Linked DNA regions of Mus musculus: all the other regions are linked to region 3. Evidence: chromatin contacts called from public HiCAR-type and promoter capture Hi-C data. All regions are on one chromosome and are shown on one strand. Each heading gives the region's core, a stretch centred on a gene start, on an enhancer-like site or on the middle of the called end of the contact. The rest is flanking DNA. Distances are from core to core; before and after follow the strand shown. Region 1 holds the start of Ildr1 (immunoglobulin-like domain containing receptor 1). Region 2 holds the start of Slc15a2 (solute carrier family 15 (H+/peptide transporter), member 2). Region 3 holds the start of Kpna1 (karyopherin (importin) alpha 1).

What was found. Promoter capture Hi-C pulls out the DNA fragments that hold promoters and counts their contacts. HiCAR-type assays count read pairs that join an accessible place to other places.
Region 1: a promoter capture Hi-C map of embryonic stem cells shows a contact between it and region 3, with 2.9 times the contacts expected there. The contact joins the promoter of Ildr1 here to the promoter of Kpna1 in region 3. A contact is called at or near these places in 2 of 39 promoter capture datasets (embryonic stem cells and hippocampal neurons) and 3 of 115 datasets of contacts at active chromatin or transcription factors (effector CD8 T cells, embryonic stem cells and memory CD8 T cells).
Region 2: a contact with region 3 is called in a HiCAR-type map of astrocytes, with 2.3 times the contacts expected there. The contact joins the promoter of Slc15a2 here to the promoter of Kpna1 in region 3. A contact is called at or near these places in 6 of 39 promoter capture datasets (the 3T3-L1 cell line, cranial neural crest, embryonic stem cells and 3 more) and 5 of 115 datasets of contacts at active chromatin or transcription factors (astrocytes, cardiomyocytes, extraembryonic endoderm stem cells and 2 more).

Annotation. Positions count from the first base shown.
Region 1 is chr16:36,692,204-36,695,833 of GRCm38.p6, forward strand. Ildr1 (immunoglobulin-like domain containing receptor 1) reads left to right here and starts at 1,775. Exons shown (of 8, transcript NM_001285788.1): 1 at 1,775-2,011. The coding sequence starts at 1,957.
Region 2 is chr16:36,783,227-36,787,084 of GRCm38.p6, forward strand. It overlaps Slc15a2 (solute carrier family 15 (H+/peptide transporter), member 2), which reads right to left and starts at 1,736. Exons shown (of 22, transcript NM_021301.3): 1 at 1,429-1,736. The coding sequence starts at 1,566.
Region 3 is chr16:35,981,208-35,985,031 of GRCm38.p6, forward strand. It overlaps Kpna1 (karyopherin (importin) alpha 1), which reads left to right and starts at 2,156. Exons shown (of 14, transcript NM_008465.5): 1 at 2,156-2,301. It overlaps Gm15564 (a long non-coding RNA gene), which reads right to left and starts at 2,122. Exons shown (of 2, transcript XR_001781900.2): 1 at 1,845-2,122.

The DNA.
Region 1 (3,630 bases), core at 525-3,024, 710 kb after region 3:
ACTTATTACTATCTGTTAAACCCTGAGGAAAGAAAATGGAGAAATGCTTGCTTAGATGAGCACTAAAATGTCCTTCTACCAAAGTAAGGCCTGAGAGGTTTAGGAGGTAGGTGAGCTAAGAGGAGAACTAGAGTACTTTAGACTGGGGTTGAAAATTACTGAGGACAGTGCCAAAACCCAGAAGCCACACAATCCCTAAATCCCTTCCTGTCACAGACATCTGACATGACTAGTGTTCCTAGGAACATATGCAGGGTCTCTGGAGAGTATGGAACAAGACCCCCACACCCCCCCCCACACACCCTGCAAAGTAATGCCTCCTCCTGCTGCCATGATGTTTTCTACCCTGAAAGAGCCAGAGTGGCTCCTACACACTCTTCATAACCTGCCTTTGGCCACATACTTCCTGAATTTACTTCCTATTTTCTGGAAGTAAAGAGACTATAGGAAAAATATTTAAAGTGAAGAGGCCCATTGAGGGGACCAGAGGACTAACCCAGAAGCGTGTGTGTGTGTGTGTGTGTGTGTGTGTGTGTGTGTGTGTGTGTGTGTGTGTTTCTACAGATCTAGGACAAGCCTGCTTCATTGGCTAGGAAGGGGATAGAGAACACTAGCAGCAACAGTGAAGAGAGTGTCCTTGAAAGCCTAGCAAGACAAGAGAGGTAGGTGCTCTTGAGAAATAATAGCTGCATCCTGTTCAGTGACCAGGGTGGAGGCCTCCTGAGCTCTGTTTAATAGCACTTTATAATGCTATTCTTGAAGCAGGTGATGGGCAGGGGAGGCTGGAGGTGGGAGAGGTGAAAGGAGGAACAATCTTCTTACAGGAGAATATAGCAGACAATGAAAATCCCTATAAGGAAAGAGTGTGTAAACTGCCTTGCTATCTATTTACATTGCCCAGAATATGCGTGACTTTCCAAGTTAATGTCTTGATTGGTTTGATAAGGCCACTTTGCCTTTCTCCCCTTTCTTTTAGTAGTTATAAATTCCCATGGCCCTACTCACTTCCTGCCAAGGAACACTAAAGACTGGGTATGGTGGCTAAGAGAACTAGTTGTCCTCACTGGGTCAAAGGTCTAAACCTTGGTCTTGAGCTATCTGAGATCTGTGCATGGTTGCTGAGCTACGAGGAAAGATGGGTGGAAAACCTAAGGAAAAAATACATCACCACTAACCGAATCTATGTACAGTGAGAGAGGGTCTTTCTTTCTCCATTACACTTTCCCTATTTTCCTGTGAGCATGTGTTCATTTTATAAGCGTGGAAAAATAAATTTGCGGTCTCTGGTTCCTGCTCTACTTTTTAGAATCTTTAGTTTGAATAAAGAAAGACAAGAAGACATTAGGTATAAACATCAGAAGTGTACAGAAGTGTATTTTCAGTGTGTGTGTGTGTGTGTGTGTGTGTGTGTGTGTGTGTGTGTGTGTGTGAAAGGGAGGGGGAGAGAGAGAGAGAGAGAGACAGAGGGGGAGGGAGAGAGAGACAGAGAGACAGAGAGAGACAGAGAGACAGAGAGGTGCATCAACGAGAAATACTACTCCCTAAGAAGTTGCAGCCACGTAATTCTAGAACCAGGAAAGAATTGCAAGGGGTGAGGGTGACTTAGAAATTAGGGGAGCCAGTGACAAGTTCCTCCGCGCGCGCAGACGGAGACGGCTAGAGGCTCTGTTTCCTGCGGAGATGGGTCACCTGGCAGCCTGTGACAGGTAGGGCGGAGGCTTGCGGTCCCCAAGCCGGGGCGGAGCAGGAAACCGAGACAGCCCTGGGCTGGGGCGGAGCTCAGAGAGCCTCAGGTACCGGTGGGCTGGGCCGTACCTGTGGGGGCCAGAGGGGACGCTCCCGTCGCATAGTTCGACCTACGGGCTCCTCGGAGATGCGTGTCCTGGCCGGCGGCTGATGAAGAAAGACTCGCCTCTCCGGGGCCCTTGAGCCTCTGTAGCCAGCGAGGGGGCCAGCATGGGCTGCGGATTGCTCGCTGCTGGCCTGCTCCTCTTCACCTGGCTCCCAGCAGGTGAGCCCTGAAAAAAGGGGGAGTCCCATCCGGGGCCACACGAGACAGGAAGCCATTTGCCTGGCCCTGCAGAGCCGGCCACCCGCGGGGCGGTGCACTTGGGTAGCTCCTGGCACCGGGAGGTGCAGGGGCCGGATCGAGAGTCGGCCAGTGGGAACCTGTTGTTTTCTTCCTTTATTAGCCCAGGGCCTTCGGAAACATGCAATCAAAAAGAAACCCCAGCCTTTGGATTTACGCCCCAACAGGTGTTGTTAGATGCTTGATGCCTAAAACCGAATCTATACAGGCGAAATCACCATTCTTCAACTTCTTAATACCCCTTTCCCTGTCCTTTACCCCGTGTCAAACTTGCTTTCAGAGTGTAGATGCGACGACAACCATTTTGGCCCAGAGTACATTTATTCTTTCCTGACAAGTTAGATTGCGTCGGTAGTGTATGAAGGAGTGTTGGGCATAAATTTGAGTCTCTTACAGGCCATCCGCTAGTACCTGTCATTTGATATTTTCCTCCTTTTTGCGTCCACCTCCTCTTTATCAGCCCGTCCGGCTGCCCTGCACCTTTCTTTCTACCTCCACACTAAGGGTCTCACTCAGAATCTGAATGTCTTAAGGTACCTCTTGGAAACAGGGCAAAAGGTCTTGTCTGTGAGTGAGGCCGAATAGGAAAGGAGAGAGAAGGGAAGGCTCTCTGGGCTCTGTTCACATTAGCCTGTAGCTGTGACTCTGCAAACAAGAATTTTCATTTCCTTTGGACGGTCCACCCAGTTTTATTCCGACTCACTTCCCACTTGCTCCCCTTTGGGAATATCAGTTTGCTCGCCGACCAATTGGAAGCTTCAATGGTTCGTCCAGGCAGATGTAATATGAAAATGGAGGCAGAATGCCCTTTCTATGAGCTAGAGAGTTGCTCAGATGTAATCAAATCTCACGGAAACTAGAGTCTACCAGAGCTTAATGTTGGGAATAAAAGGAGGGAGGGTTGCAAAAGGGTAGGGAACCGAGAAAAGGCAGCATTCCTGTGGCAGGCTGGCTTTCAACTTGTTTGGCCAGACGGAGGCTTTATAAGATGTCTAAAGCTAACAACTAGATGCTGAACGTACACAGTGGACAGGAAGCATGTGTAGCCTCGTTAGGCTTTAGGTACTCAAACACCACCAGAATAGTTAACCAACTTAGACCCTAAGTGCAAATTTGTAAGAATTCTGGAGTTATCTACAGTCTTTTCTCCAGTATGTTGAATTTTTCTTCTCCAAGTCTGTGGCAGCTGGGGACAAAATTCCTGTTTGAGCTGCCTTAGGAAAATAGAGGTCTGCTTCCATCAGCCCCTGACATCATGTTTCCCAACCTGGGTCTTCTGATGGAGCAGTCAGTCTTCTAGACAGAACAAGAATGCCTGCAGATGAAGAACCTGTCAGGGTATAAACCCTGGTGCCCTAAATATTTTAAACTGCCCAGTTTTTTTGTTTTTGTTTGTTTGAACATTTTCAATGGGCATTAAAAAAATACAGCCACTATAGCCAAATATATACTAGAGTATCCAACACACTAACTGTAAAAAGCATGGCTCCAAGTCTCTGAGCCAGCCACATGATGTTAGTCGCTAGGCCCTTGAGACACGA
Region 2 (3,858 bases), core at 486-2,985, 800 kb after region 3:
TGGGAAGAAAATTCTGAAATCCTATGAAATTAAGTGTCCACCTTTCCTACTAGTATGCTTACGTAATGTTTCCTTTTAAATTGTATTTGTATTTATGTACATATGTGTTTGTATATGTGAGAGCCTAAGTATGTGGGTACCTGCAGAGACCAGAAAAAGATGTTGGATCTCCTAGAGCTGGAGTTATAGGTTGTTGTGAGCTGTCTGACTTGGGAACCAGGAGCCAAACTCTGGTCTTTTGAAAGAACAGCAAGTGCTCTCAACTGCTGAGCCATCTCTCCAGCAACAAGGTTTTCATTTTCAAGCTGTACATAAGAGTAACTGTGCTATTTCATGCATTATGTAAAATAGTAAATATCACATTTTATTTTAAATCTCTTTCTACACAATAGCGCCACTAACGTGGAAAGGGGACAAAGATCATCTATCCTTTGAGACATTCAAACATTAACATGAGATTTATATTACCTCTTATTTCACAGGTATGTACCTCTCTAACCACCCTTAACAAGATATGATAAACTATATATAAAAAACTTAGTCTGCCTTTTACCCATGTGGATATGAATAAATCACCTTTCTATATACATGTTACTGCATGATAACAACTTGATTGAAAGATGCACTGAGTTGAAATTATTACCTTTGCAGCTCTCATCCTGAGAACTATGTAACATAGAGTTTATTTAACATTAGCGGCATACACTCTCACTGATTGGATTAACATGCAATCCTTACTGAAGTGACACCAGTACTCCGCTCTGTGTTTCATTTCTGTTACTTCAAGGAAATCAGAATCATACTGACCTCATGGTTGATACTAAGAACTCAGCAAATAATTGGTTATTATTACTGTAGCCTTTCTACAAAGAGGATTTTAATATGATATGAGAATCGAACAAGGCGATACAATCGGAAGTGCTTTAACGAGTACGAAATACAAAATATTATTCTTTGTTCCTCTATCCAACCTCCCACTTTAAAGTAGGGACACTTAGTAACAGAGAGTGGGTCTATTCTAAAGCTTTTTTGGTGTCCAAAAAAAGAAGGCTCTGCACACAAGGGAAACTAAAGGCTGAGTTTTGGTATTGGTAAGGAAAGAACAATCACACACAGTTCTCCAGACAGGAATGCTTGCCAAGTCTCCCTGGACATTCAAAGTGCTTTTTCTCCCCCAGGGAATATGCAATGAAACAGAGCAAAACTCTGGGGCCCAACTGAAAAAAAAAATCTGGCTAACCCACCCTGTTGCTTCCTTCCCAAAACAGAAGAGTCTAGAATTAATTTTCAGGTGAATTCTAATTCCATGAAAGCAGTAGTTTTTCTGCTCTAATACAGTTCAGCACAAAGTTCCAACAGCCAACGAGAAACTTCAAAAGACTTCCGTATGCTATTACTGTCAGAGACAAACCGAACTTTGGGACTCACCGGAGTTGACTTCTTTGGAGGGCTTGGAGGTCCAGGCAGCATCTCTTCAGTAGAGACAGGTGAAAAGAGCGTTTCCTTGGACTCATTTTTCTGGAAAGGATTCATGGCTGGCTCCTTACTCTCTCTCTCCTCAAGCATTTGGCTTCAGTAGGCAGCTAGGACTGCTGCCAGCCTACAGTGAAAAGGGGGACTAGGGGGAGGAGGGATAGCTACAGCAAATAGGTTTAACCCTGTGGGTGTCAGTTTCAGTGGCTGCCTGCCTTAGAGCAGAACTTGAAGCTATAGGAAAAGAGAGGGGCTGCACGCTGATTGTGCCAAAGGTAAGGCATGGGGAAGTAAGAACAACACGTCACAAGTCACGAGATGAGAAGAAACAGTGCTAGAGAATCGATTAGGGTTATCTGTTTGAGAAAAATACCTCTGCAAATGAGGACTAGATAGTACTCAAGAATGCAGCATCTTGGCTAGGCATACAGCTCAGTGGTAGAACATTATGCCCTGCAGGTCCTGAATCTGATTTCTAATGGCATGTGGGGGTGGGGGCGGGAAGAATACAACAGTGTAAACACAGAAGGCTGATTTCAGATTAATAATATCTGCCATTATTGGGCACTTATTATGTGCCATGTTAATGTATATGCGTTATTCATATATGTATGCATGCATACCTTTGGTTTTCATACATTTTACTGCTATCTTTATTATACCACAATTATTGTTCCAAGAAATCAGGAAACTTATCTAAAAATCACAGGGCCAGTAAAGTGGCAGATCTGGAATTTTCACTATGCAGAAACAGATAGGAAAAGCAGAGACAGGTATCAGCAGTCAGTCGTGCAGGTATGGAAGCCACAGAAGTGGAAACGCAGGGAGGCTAGGAAGTCAAAATGCTGTGAACAAGAAGGAAAGTCATCACAGAACTGAATCTGAGAATAAGAATGATCCGGGCTTAGGTTTTCAACATCATAGCATTCAGCTAGAAAATCCTGTAAGTAAAAAATACAAGGTTAAAGAAAATGACAGGGAAAAGAAGAGTTGGTAATGGCCCTTGCTAAAGTCGCTTTCTGTATTTTCAATTTATCTCTTCAAAAATCAGTTCATTCATTCATTAAGAAATAAAATTTAACATGTGCAAAAAATTATGAACCAGTTGCTTTCTAGGTATTATTGCAAGCATTAAATGTTCTTAACTTTCAGTGGATTTTATTCCGACGCTAGAATACTATACTCAGTCCCTTGTCAGACAAGCAATTGGAATACACATTGTGACAATAGATACATTATACCCTACATTGAATTGAATGTATATAAAATTGAAAGTGTAGTACTATATATCACTGATGTAAAAGCATTGGCTTTCACTGTGACATTTCCACACATGCGCGTCACGCGGTCTGAATGAACACAGTCTCCTTGCATTTCCTTCTTTCTCCCCTTGGTGTGTTACTTTTGCTAATCCAAAGAGGTAAGAGAAGCACAAAAGAAAGGGGGAGATATTGCCAAAGGCTACAAAGGACATTTTCTGCACCTTGGGGTTACACCCTGAGCACTAACCCACCAAGTCAGGCAATGTCAAGATGAGTGATTTCATTGGCGAATGCAAGAGAGGAAACTGAGAACGAAGAACAAGGAAAAGAGGACAATGTAGGGGAAGGAATATGAGCAAATTAAAATTCATACATATATGAAATTTTTTAAAAATGCATTATTTTCTATGTTAACTAAGAAAATAGTAAAATGAGAAGTAGGGGGAACAGGATAGAAAACTCTATGGCCTTATTTCTTGCAAAATTCGTACATTATCCGTTTGAATGACTTTTCAACAAATGAACCTTTCCCCCCCTAAACTTTAACTTGGACTTTGACCAGGTTCTCTCAGGTTCTATTGTAGTTTTCATCTATTTTCTCTTCCACCAACCTTTACCCAAAGAATAATCCCGTTTTACTTCTGCCTGGAGCATTAATGATTAATCTGTAGTTGTTCTTTTAGGAAATATTGCCTTTCCTGACCTAACTCAGTTAAATACTGAATCTAAAATAGGCAGAACTTTCTGGTCAGGTTACCTAGTAGAGGCACGAGCGTAGTGTCGACTTATTAAGTTACCGGTTTCCCTTGCCTTGGCCTTGAACTTCTAGACGGTGTTTACTTCAGAAGAACAGATGAAGTAGCACCCATATGCACAGCCAGAGGTCCCCGGTTGCCAGGCTCCAGAGCGTGAACTTTGGTTTTCAAACCAATTTCTATGAAATCTGTCTTTTTGCAAGACAAGGTCTTGCTGATCTTCCTACTTAGCCAAGGATGGCCTTGAATGTCTCTGATCCTCCGACTTCTACCTTCAGCATTGCTGAGCGCTGGGAGTCCAGGAATGAGCGGCCAACTCGTTTCAAGTTTATGTAGTGCTGGAGACTGAACTCAGTTCAGGGTTTTGT
Region 3 (3,824 bases), core at 906-3,405:
TGTTCTAGTTTGCTTTCGGTTGCTATGATAAAACTAACCAAAACAACTTGGGGGCAGGCATTTCAGCTTACAGTGCATCTTTGAGGGAAGCCAGGACTGGAATTCAAGGCAGGAACCTGGAGGCAGTAATTGAAGCAGATCATGGAGGAATTTGGTCCCTGGCTTACTCTCAGCTTGTTATCCTATACAGCCCAGAGGTGGCACCGCCCACAGTGAGTCTCACATTTATCGTGAGTCAGGAAAACACCCCACCGACGAGCCTTCAGGCCAATCTGGTGGGAGCAGTTAGCCCATGTGGTCCTTTTTCTCCTCCTGTCTTACATTTATAGATGTATTGATTCGAAGAGTAAAAAAGTAAAATAATGACTGCCCTGAGAACTGGCGCTGCGGGATGAACCGAACGCTGGGTTAAGGCGCCCGATGCCGACGCTCATCAGACCCCAGAAAAGGTGCTGTTCCTCTCGTACTGAGCAGGATTATCATGGCAACAACACATCATCAGTAGGGTAAAACTAACCTGTCTCACGACGGTCTAAACCCAGCTCACGTTCCCTATTAGTGGGTGAACAATCCAACGCTTGGTGAATTCTGCTTCACAATGATAGGAAGAGCCGGTTAGACAAGCGCAGAAGGGAAAGAGAAGATAGACAGAGCTGGTTTGAAAATTGGTTTAATAAGTCTCCTTGGTTTACCACCCTTGTTTCTACCCTTGCCGGTCCCCTAATCATCCTTTTGCTTTTGCTCACTTTTGGACCTTGCATTCTTAATAAGTTAGTGGCTTTTGTAAAAGACAGGGTTAGTGTTGTACAGGTAATGGTGCTCCGACAACAGTACCTGACTTTGCCGAAAGAAGAAGAGGGGTCGCTCTAAGATTAGAGCTACTCACAAGAAGAAGTGGGGAAATGAAGAGTAAAAAAATAAAATAATGACTGCCCTGAGAACATGGGCCCCCGCCCCCGGCCAGATGGCCTAATTCCCTGGAACTCTTGGGAAAAACAACCACAAAATGTTTCAATGTCCCAGGTGCCTTGAAGTAAATATCCGCCCCTAGACTTCCCCTGTTTCCTCTCCCATCCTCCCCCTAGGTTCTGGTTTTTACCTTTATAAACCTGCTGGAAAATAGGGTTGGGGTCAGACTCCTCTACCCCTGCGTGGTGTATGGGTCTCGACCTCAGCATGCTGGTTTGTGTGCCATTAAAAACCTCGTGTGTTTGCAGCAAGCGTGACTGTGGCTTTCTGGGCTCGCGATCCCTGAGACTTGAGTGAGGGTCTCCCTTCGGGGGTTCTACAGATTCATGTCCGGTGCTCCTCAGTATTCCTTTTAAACTGACTTGTTAAACCGTGTCCTGTGGTTGTGATTTTCCTGTGACCTCTACTTGCTGTCTTAAAGTGTTCCTTTGAAGCCACCGCTCTACTCCCCAGAAAGAAAAAAAAATTCTATCATGTAACGGTTAAGTCATTTCCCTAAATATTTTGTTTTAGCGTGCCTTCTCATAGCAACGCAAATATTTTCGCTGGAAATTGCCGTTTTTGAGATAGGGGTCTTTCTACGTAGTAATGCTGGTCTAGAATTCGCCATTCTCCTGCCTCAGACTTCCTAGAGCTGAAAATACAGGCGTGCGTTACCGTCATGCTAGGCTCAAAAAGCGATTTAATGTTATATGATACTAATAAATTACCGGGTAAGATGGGTGAGAACTGAAGAGAATACCCAGAAAGTTCCTGCAAACGGGTTGCATGTGAATTCTTTGAACGTGAGACACTGACGTATTTTGTAATACTCCCTCAGCCTCCAACCATGCCATCATTCATCCAATAAGCATGCTCGGCTGTGAGGTACCTACCATGTGAGAGGGAAGCTATATTGATGTGAGGGGGAATCCGTCCATTCTGGAAGAGCTTAGTAAGGACAAGTTTGTTTCCATAACTTCTATATGTCTGCGCTTTTACTGACTGCCAACCTGGTCCGCAGAGACCCACGCCCTGGCCGCCGCCTTTTCCCTGGCCGCCGCTAGCCTAGGGCGTCCACGCTCGGAGACTCCGCTTCCCGGCAGCCCCTGCGGCAGGCGGCGGAGAAGCGCACGCAGGCGCGCCGGCCGGCCCCCGCACGCAGGCGCAGTGCGCACGCCGGCTGAGCTGGGTCTCGCGGCTCTGTGAGCGGCAGCGGAGAGCGAGGCCTGGTGAGCGCCGCCGTGGTGCGCGCCGGCTGGTCAAGGTTGTGCGCAGAAGAGGCGCAGCGGGCGGGCCAAGAGCGAGCGTCTCCCTCTTCGTAGTGGCACCGGGACCGGTCGCCTGGAGCCGGTGAGTGGGGGCACCTCGCGGCCCCTCCCCCTCGGCGGGCGGCTCTGGGTCCCCCTCCGCGGACCCGAGGGAGGCCCCGGGGCGAAGGCGGACGCGGGCGGAAGCCGGAGCTGGCTCGGGCGCGCCGGGGACCGGACCCTCGCGTCGCTCCGGTGCGTCACGGGCCCGGCGGTCCTAACGGCCGCGCGGCGGCGGAGCGGGGTGGGGGTGGGGAACGCTGGTGCTCGCCGTGAGGAACGCCGGTCGGGGCGGGGCGGCGCGGCGCGGCGCGGCGGTGGAAGCGGCGTCGGGGACTGCGGGGCGCCGGGCGGCGGCGCGGAGTCTGCGCGCCGCGCTAGCTTGAGGGCGGGGGCGGGCGGCGCGGAGTGCGGTGGCTGAGGCCGAGGCGTGCGGGGCCGATCGGGGAGTTGGCAGGTTACCACCGGGGCCGGTGTTTGGAGGGAGGTGGGGGTGGAGACGGGAGGCTTGCAGTTTACAGATGTCATAACTACGCGGGCCTGGAGCTGCTGACGGGGGTGTGGTAATTATAGCAATGACAAGTTGGTCGGCTGTGTGAGCCGGCGATGCGAGGGAAACCGCCAAGCCTTAGCTGAGGCTCGCATTGGGAGCAGAAAACTGGAGGGTGACTGGGATCAGGGACATCGGCAAGAAAGAATGTGTGGGTTGAATGCAGCTGCTTCCAAACCACTTTTCAATGAAAAGTTTCACATGAATTGATTTTAAGGCTTAAACTTCGGCTTGGTAAATTACTATAGGAATCAGCCACCGAGAAATGCTTTTGAGATATTAAACACTATTGTCTGGCCTTTTCCCTCTTAAAAGAGTTCCGTCAAACACCTCCTTCCTCCTCCTCCTCCTCCTCCTCTTTTTTTTGTGTTTTTGTTTTTGTTTTTTTTCGAGACAGGGTTTCTCTGTGTAGCCCTGGCTGTCCTGGAACTCACTCTGTAGACCAGGCTGTCCTGGAACTCACTCTGTAGACCAGGCTGTCTTGGAACTCAGAAATTCACCTGCCTCTGCCTCCCAAGTGCTGGGATTAAAGGCGTGCGCCACCACTGCCCAGCCTGTTTTTTTTTGAGGTTGGGTTTTGTTTGGTAGGCTGGCTTTGAGCTTCTTATCCTGCCCTGGCCTTCGGGGTGGCAGGATTTCAGAGTCACACAGAAACTACACAGTCAGTTCAAAATTTCCATCAGTCTAGATATCAAAGTAGGTACTAACTAGTCCCAACCTTCTTGCCTGTAGGTTGCCTTTTCTTTGTTTTTGAGACAAGTCTCACTATTTAGTCATGGCTGGCCTAGCATTACATTGGTTGTCTTGAACTCAAAACACTCCTGCCTCAGCCTCTCAAGTGTTTGGGGTTACAGCATGCCTGCACGTGCGGGTGTTAGTATAAATTTGTATTCATGATGTGTACAACATTTACTTATTTATATACTTACTTTTAGATAGGGTCTCATTACATAGCTCTGGAATTCTTACATAGACCAGGCTGCCACTGAACTCAGAGATCCACCTGCCTCTGCTCT